Linked DNA regions of Zea mays: regions 1 and 3 are each linked to region 2. Evidence: chromatin contacts called from public Hi-C data. All regions are on one chromosome and are shown on one strand. Each heading gives the region's core, a stretch centred on a gene start, on an enhancer-like site or on the middle of the called end of the contact. The rest is flanking DNA. Distances are from core to core; before and after follow the strand shown.

What was found. A called contact is a pair of places that touch in the nucleus more often than the background predicts.
Region 1: a contact with region 2 is called in a Hi-C map of leaf, with 2.8 times the contacts expected there. The contact joins the promoter of LOC100282975 here to the promoter of LOC100281481 in region 2. A contact is called at or near these places in 3 of 25 Hi-C or Micro-C datasets (bundle sheath, leaf and tassel).
Region 3: a Hi-C map of leaf shows a contact between it and region 2, with 7 times the contacts expected there. The contact joins the promoter of LOC109943429 here to the promoter of LOC100281481 in region 2. A contact is called at or near these places in 2 of 25 Hi-C or Micro-C datasets (both in leaf).

The regions. Positions count from the first base shown.
Region 1 is chr1:73,897,051-73,899,750 of Zm-B73-REFERENCE-NAM-5.0, forward strand. LOC100282975 reads right to left here and starts at 1,413. Exons shown (of 4, transcript NM_001412253.1): 1 at 1,266-1,413.
Region 2 is chr1:73,425,340-73,428,039 of Zm-B73-REFERENCE-NAM-5.0, forward strand. It overlaps LOC100281481, which reads right to left and starts at 1,425. Exons shown (of 2, transcript NM_001154399.1): 1 at 818-1,425. The coding sequence starts at 991.
Region 3 is chr1:73,778,670-73,781,369 of Zm-B73-REFERENCE-NAM-5.0, forward strand. LOC109943429 (zinc finger BED domain-containing protein DAYSLEEPER-like) reads right to left here and starts at 1,262. Exons shown (of 2, transcript XM_023301290.1): 1 at 1-1,262.

The DNA of each region.
Region 1 (2,700 bases), core at 163-2,662, 470 kb after region 2:
AGACAAACATAGTTAAGCTGTCAAATTTCAGGTTTGACGATTTCAAAGATGTTTGGCTGCGAAAACTGCTTAATTATGACCATCTATGCTCATTTTCAAAAAAAAATATGCAGGGGACAGTACTTTGTATCTGAAAACTCAAACTTCCAATATGTTGTAGAAATATCTCAAACAAAATTCACACCTCAATTCTGTAGAATGAACAACAATACAGCCTGGGTGGAGACTAAGGCAAGTACAACTCATAGTCATACCACTAAAAAAAGCAGATCAGGCTGCTTAAAGTCCAGATATGGGGAAAACCTTTAAATACTCAAGGATATAAGAAACAAGAAGGCAGATCTAGTAATATAAAAAAAATGTACTCTCTTCTGAGCAAGTAGAATGTTAAAGAAAAAGGAATCTTCTTTATCGTTTAACTCATGCCAGTGAAGGTGAAAAGCAGAGCAGGACCGGAATGGAAAGGCAGGGAGCCAAGGGAAAGGGAAGCTGACAGTGCAAGGCTGCAAGCCTGCAAGCTCTAGCAGCCGGCCATCATTTGCGCCAAAACCAATTCAAAGATTACAAACTTTTCGTTCTCGGAATCACAGCAAAAGCATCCAAATTCCAAAGGGGCAGGGCCCAAAAGCTGAGAACCCGTGAGCAAAGAAAATTCCATCCACTTTAGCACTGGCACAGTACATGTGGCATGGAAACAAAACAACGAAGGTAAAATGAGAAACGCTGGGCCTGCAATCGCCATCGCTTCAAAGAGAAGAATGAGCACAGACGGATGAAACGATCGAGCTGACACAACACGGACGAGTTGAAATCTCCAGCACAGCGTTCCCCAAACAAAGAAACCTTCAATCGATAAGTAAACATACACTGATCAACCAGCATTATCTCCAACCCCCCAGCAGTTTAACCACAAAGTCTAGGAAACAATGCAGCAGCAGGCAAGAACGCAATTGTGAGTATTTCTTGGTTCTTCCGCCCAGATCAAGAAGCAGTTCGAAGATCACAGCTAGAGACGAAAAGAACCCCAAGAACCCTACCTGTGCTAAGCATTTGCCTCCCCGGCGCAGCCAGGCCCGCAGGAGAACAGAGCGGAGCAGAATAAAAGGAAAACAGGGGGGCAGAACAAGACAGCAGGCATCAGTGCCCTTTATTTTATAAATGCGCTCGCGGGAGTAGGGTGGGTTTGGACATAATTTTACATGGAGAGAAGAAGAAAGAATTGGAGAGAGGCAGCAGGTGACATCAGGGAGTGCAAGAGGACGAACCTTATTTTTAATCCGGAGTTTCGCAGCGGATTTCTTGTAGTTTTCATGTGCCGTCTGCGTCTCTCCCTAGCAGGCTGTGGCTGCTCCCTGCCTGCCTGACCCTGGGGAGTGGGAGTAAAGAAGGAACTCTAGGCTGGGGGTCCTACCTGCCGCTGCACCCGTACGTGCGGGTGCGCTGATCCTTATCCCCCCACTCATCACAGGGCACAGGATTCTCTAGAAGGAGCTCCTCATCTCGCCTCGCTGGACTGCGATGGATGGCTGAACGCTGCACTTGATTTCCAAGTGTCATTCAGAATACTATTGTCGTAGTATTTCTGTAGGGTTTGTGAAACAAACAGTACGAACTTTAACAGGAGTTCTGTAAAGAACCAGTTCCTATTTCTGTAGGGGTTGGGAAATTAAAAGGATTGCGTGTTCAAAAGATTTTGCGGGATTTTGGTAGAAAAGAACTGCATGTTCCGAAAAAAAAAACATAGTCCGGTCAGATTGAATAAACAAAAGTAGGTATAAATTGTTAAATTGGACATAAGTTACCCATTAGTTTATATTAGCAAAATTTAGATAACAAAAAAGGACTCTATAACGGCACAAAGCCAAATCCATACAGATTTTTTTAGCCCTACATTTGATCAAAAAAAGACTAAAGGGGGGTGTTTGGTTCTAGCGACTAAAGTTTAGTTTGTGCCACGTCAGATGTTTGAATACCTATTACGACTTTACGAGTATTAAATATAGTGTAATTATAAAACTAATTAATTACACAGCTAAAGACTATATCCACAATGCTTCTCAAGTGACTAGGAATGAGAAAACTCTCACAATGCTTGGATCACTCTCTAATCAAGGATTGACCTTTGTCTAATCAAACACTCAAAAAGAGGGAGGAGAGTGCCCACATGATATCTTGTCGTGGGTGAGGAATGGGGTGCACCAATAGCCTTGGAAGTGGAAGTGTATTTAGCCACCAAGCTCAGCTAGCCATTTGAGTTAGCACAACAAACTTGGTCTAGCCAAGATTGGAAGTTGGCTTGGCCATATTTCCAAAACCAACCTAGCCATCCCCTAGGCCCGTACTAGCTAGCATACCGGCTTGGTTGGCTTGCCAACCCAACCTGGGCAACATATCGGCTTTGTTGGCTTGCCAACCCAACCTGAACAACATATCGGCTTGAGAGTTTGTTCCATTCTCACCCTTTCTTCTTTCGGACCCTTAGGTTTCTCTGTAGGTTTTCTTGAGCATCTTCATTTGTCTCACACTTTAGTGAAGCAAAACTCTTGATAGTGTGGCAAAACTTCACTTAAATAAACAATAAGATTTGAACTTCCAATTTGAGCTTTTCTTCGATTCAAACTTGATTGCCACTTTGATCATTGCATGGTTGAGCGTATTCATCACTTCAACTTCTTGAGCTTGTTCATCTTGAGCAAGTGG
Region 2 (2,700 bases), core at 175-2,674:
CAATTGCCACAATTTTGGGAGGGTTCAGATACAACAAGAAGGCCTTGAATAATCACTTGAGGTTATCAAAGCACAACACCACACATAGTACTGAATATTAATGTATAATACAGATTAAATTTCTCCAGTACATGTCCACCCCGGATGAAAAGAAAACACTCATCTTCCTAGTGTGTGGATAGTATTTGTTATTAACAGATAGGATGTGAAACCACCTTGTGAGAACGACACCCTAACTAAGTACTTGAACGGATCACCAAAAAAGTACAGGGACAGACTATCACATATCATGACACACCAACTCCTAGAATCACATACCATGTTTGCCATTTCTAACAACCAATCATGATAAACTACAAACACTTTCTACCATCAACGAAATAGTATGTGGTAACTAAAATTTCCATAAAATGGCAAAGTGGATGACTCCATACTAACCTTCAAAGGATCCAATACTGAAATATGGCAATAAAGATCTAGGGCAAAAAATTGTACTCTGATACTCAAGAGCCTACCACCCAGCCATACTCTGCACATAATGTCAAAACCTCGTGCTCTACAAACATAGATAACATTCAGTGCGTGTAAATACAGGTCAACAACATGAAAGCATGAGCATTCTCGCGTACACTTAAAAGATCACCAAATCATAGTGCTAATCGAGATCCACGTAGCAGAAGCAGGTGACAAGAACATAAATAGAGACACCTAATTTCTCACAATTCTTCATCAATAACAGCAAAGCAGGGATCTTTCGGAAGATCTCGCCGAATTGAGCAATCTGAAAGCTACACAAGACCAGGTCTGCCACACTCACCACGACGGGCGGCCGGAACTGCTCCTTTTGGTTGTGGTGCAGGACGAAGAGCATGAGCCCGACGAGGAGGAAGATCCCGAGAAGCCACCAGATCCACCCCGGCAGATGCCGCCGCGACGAGCGCAGTGCCCGCCTCCGCGCATCGCCGCCCCCGTACCCCGTTCCACGAAGCATCTCCGGACTAGTCCAACGCAAGAACTAAACCAGAGCCCTGCCTCACCGCCGACGCGCCAAACCCTTCTGCATGGGCGCAGAGAACCCAACCCACAAAGGCGGTGCCTTTGCAGAGGATCCGGGGTCCGGATGGATCAGGAGGCGATAACCATCCAGCGAACCCACCCCCCGGAGGCCGCGGGGTCGAGTCCAGCCACTGGTGACCCAACAGCAGCCTCCAGGAGAGCAGGACAGCGGAGGCAAGAACGACGGCGAAGAAAGGGCTGCCGGATCCGCGAGGGCGAGCGCGGAATGCGTGGACGGCGAGGTGTGCAGAATTCAGAGAGATGAAGGGAAGGAGGGAGGGGGAGGGAGAGATCTGAGAGTGATGAGAGAGGGGGCAGGGGAGAAGGCAGAAGGGAGGGAGGAAGTAGTTCTTCACTCGCTGGCGTAAAACGAAAGTCAGCAAAAGCCACCCTTTCCAGTCATGCGTCTCTGTTCATTTTCACCCTCCCCGTGGCCTCGTACCATTCGCGTTCCCGGTTTTTGGTTTTGCAGCATGCAGCTGCAGCTTCGCATTCGCAAGCCACTGTGCTGAGCAGCAGCCAGCAGCTCAATTATCTCAATTTTTTAAGGCCTGTTATGGGTCGAGATGGCGGTCCCCCGAGGTCCCTGGTTAAATTAAAAACCACAATGTGCTGAACAGTCGCGATGGCGGTCCTGGGAGGTGACTGAGGTTGAGGGTTACGTAGCCTCTACCAAACCGATATGTCTGGTGCTGGGCTGTTTGTAGAGGCCGCTGCAGATTTCATCCTTGCCGCGCGACCGTGCTGGTCACGCTGTGATCGTGATCGTATTCTTCCTACCGTCTTATCTCGTTTTCATGCCAACATCGCGCGAAACATTGATGTTGCTTCGCGCGTCTCGCCAATTGTTGATGATGTGGCGTATGTCTGGACCCGGATGAGTGGGGAAAGAAGATGGTTTGCCGCCTGGGTAAGGATCTGTCGGTAGCCCTCCGCGTCTGGAGTATGGGGCAGGCCGTTGGCGATTTGAGCCGGAACTCCGTCAACTTTCACTCGGCGTGTGTAAGGCTCGAGCGAAGTCGGGTAGCAGGTTCCGGGGAAGGAGTGGATTGTCGCGCTAGTGTCTGGCATCGTGCTCCGCTCGTTCCCGCTCGCGCTCCTGGGCATGACAGGCTAATGGCGATCACAGCATCGAGAGTTTCGGTGTTCGCGGAGCGCCCTGTCGTCAGGAGTTTCTCCTGCTTCGGATGCCTCGTCTCGAGATACGGGTTGAGCGGGGTCCTGCTCTTCAACCTTGTGATGACGTCGAACGTTCTGGTGCCTGTTCCGACGTTGATGCGCCTCACACTACGAGGGCTCCTCCTCCGGTACGGTGGCCTCATCGTCGAAGATGGGAGTGTCCTCTATTCTTCCCTGGATAAAGAGGACATCTGGGAAGTAAGAGCTTGGAGTCGCCTCTCGTGATCCGGTCGTCTCCCATGCGGGTGGGACGTGCGGGATAGTCTTCGGTTTTGCTCCCACGGCTATGGTGGTGCTAAGGCTTTCCGCTCCTTTTCTCCGAGTGATCTGGGTCCACTCCCAGGTGGGTAACATGGACAATGGAGTCCGTCGTGCCAAGGGTGTTGTCTTAGTCGGCTAGGTCACATGTGCCAGTATAGCCCTGGGCCTGGTTGACACGACCGTGGTCCTGCGTGGGGCGGAGGT
Region 3 (2,700 bases), core at 12-2,511, 350 kb after region 2:
AGGTGTCTCTTCAAGGCAGATGTACTATGTCCCTTGGAGTCCGATTTCATGTTGCGATGGCAATACTTGCATTTTGCAGCTATCATAATGCCTTTATCATCTTTGATCTTGGTGAAATGGTTCCACACATCTGATCTTGGTGCCATCTTCTTCCTTTCATGTTGTGCACAATTCTTGTCAAGGTCAACCACCTCTTGATCAGTAGCCCCTTGTGATTGTGATGGTTGTGTTTGTGTCTCATCATTTTCTAGAGTGCCAGTGCCCACTGATTCCATGCCCTTGTCCAATATGTCTTCAGGTTCAGGCATCTACTCCCTCCGTCTCAGGATATAAGGCGTAACCACTTTTTATTCTTGTCCCACAATATAAGGCGTGCTCTCTCTATGCATACGTATATCGATGCAGTGATATAGAGACAATTAAATGCATTTCTTGGTCTTTGAACCAGAGGTGGTTACGCCTTATATACTGGGACGAAGGGAGTATTAAAAAGGAAACACATAGTAAGAAATCTGCTAGAACAAAGGTAGGAAAATTATTATTAAAGAAATAATAATCTTCATTGTTGGATACTGCACATATTCATTGTGCCCGAGCTGTTTTTTATCTGTTGTCATACTCAGTAGGAAAATTAGATACTAAATGACAAGCAAAGGTAGTGCTAATTGCGCTAGTTCTATGTTTGTTGTGTTACTGCACATATGCTTGTTGCGTGACCAAGACTTGTTTCTACTAATCAAATCTGCTAGAACAAAAAATAAGCACTGAGCACTTAGCACATATGTTGCAAGATTCCTCTGATGTTGGTGCCGTTCTTCAATGTTGGCTTCAAATAATTGGTGGTGCAGGCGAGCACAGGTCGCGGGCGGCCGGGCGTGCAGTCGTGCACCGTGCTCCGCGGCTCACGGCCTGGGCGCCTCCACGGCTGGGATGTGGTCGGCACTCGACAGTGGCAGCCTGGCAGGACAACGCGGAGCAGTGGGGAACTGGTGATGGATGGCGGGCTGGCGGCTACTGCCTGCTGCTAGCCTGCTAGGCGCTCGGTGCGGTTCGACGGGCGACGGTCGATGGCAACTCGGCACGCTCGGGCGCTCGGCTGCTAGGTTAGACGGCAGGCGGCAGCGGCTGCTGGGATGTGGACGACGGCGGCTGCTAGGTTACGGCAGCGGCTGCTGGGAGCCTAGGATGTGGACACGCGGCTGCTGGCCTGCTGCTATGGTGCTACCAGCCTGGGATGTTGCCATGTTGGATGGAGAATTGGAGATGGAGCAGCCGCAGCCCACCAGACCTAATGGGCATGTACGCGTCGGTAGGCCTAGTGTTTTATTCGGGTACCGGTTAACTATTCGGGTACCGGTTAATTGAACCCGAAATTTGCTATAAAATTTTGGGTACCGGGAGGTTATACCCAAATTAGATTTCGGGTTTTTAGGGTTCGGGCTTATCGGGTTCGGGTTTTTCGGGTTCGGGATTCGGGTATCGGGTTTTATGCCCAGGCCTAGCTCCACGGTGGCCCGGTCGGGTGTACAGCAACTCGGCCTAGCGTGGGTGAGGATGCTGTTTGGAGACAGGCCACAACACTATGAGAAGGCACGACCCGTTCACCTCTCGACAAGTGCGTCAAGCTCCTCCTCCTGCTGTCAGAGGACAGCCTTGCAGGCGAGGATGTGTGCTTGACACTGGCGCTGGTATTCTTCTTCTTGGTTGGGGGATTCCAAGTCTCTCCCTCCATTGTAGCCTCATGGTGGCATGGCCACGAAGCAGGCTCTTTTTTGTGCCTCGTCGGAGTCCAAGCTAGGGTCCGTCGAGGCACTGCTTTAGTCGCCCTTGAGGAGGTCGAGGATGGATGCAGGTTGGCGACTGACGATGGGCATAATGGCTGATGGTGGGATTGCTTCCGTCTGCCGCTTAGCGGCAGCGGCAATGCGTTGAGGCGCCGCTGCTTGAGGGCGGCGGCGCACCTTTTGATGCGTCATTTTTATGCCTTGGTCCGGGTGGAATGATTAGGCCCCGGGCATATGGCATTGGCCACATTGTGGCTAACGAGGCGGAGTTCACTGGTCTCTTGGGCGAGAAAGTCGAGGGAGCCGAAGTTGATCTGGTTCCCGGGAGCGAAAGTCTTGCCCCCGGCAAACGCTAAATAGCTGGCCATCAGAGTGAAAAAAGTCGCTTTGGCACGCTTGCAGCCCCTATCTGGCATGTCAACTGTCGTGGTTTCAGAAACCGGTGACATTAGATTTGTGTTCGGTGGGGGATGCAAGTGCGAACTTACTCTAAATGGTGGATCACGAGGATCCGAGCTAGGAACTAAGACACAAGGTTTTACTGGTTAAGGCCGAGGCCCTAGTCCACTATAGTGCTAATAGTTGTATTGCCCAGGAGCATGTAACAACCAATGTGCTTATGTGTAGAAGGGAGATTGTTCCACCCTTTTCTATCTCAAGGGTGGACTTTACAGTTGGGACTTATATTCAACTAGGGAGTCCTCGGCTTGTTGCCCCTGGGTCGCTCTAGCCCTCTTGGTGTCGTCTGCGAGGTGTGCGCTACCATGCTCCCGATACGACGTTCTGCCCCGTTCGCTCTCCATCACTATTGCTTGCCCGGTGACAACATTGTTGTACCTGGTGGGTCCCATAAAGTGGGCTTACGGCGAGGTTCAGGGTTGTGTCTAGTATAGCTCAATCTTCCGTCAAACTCCTT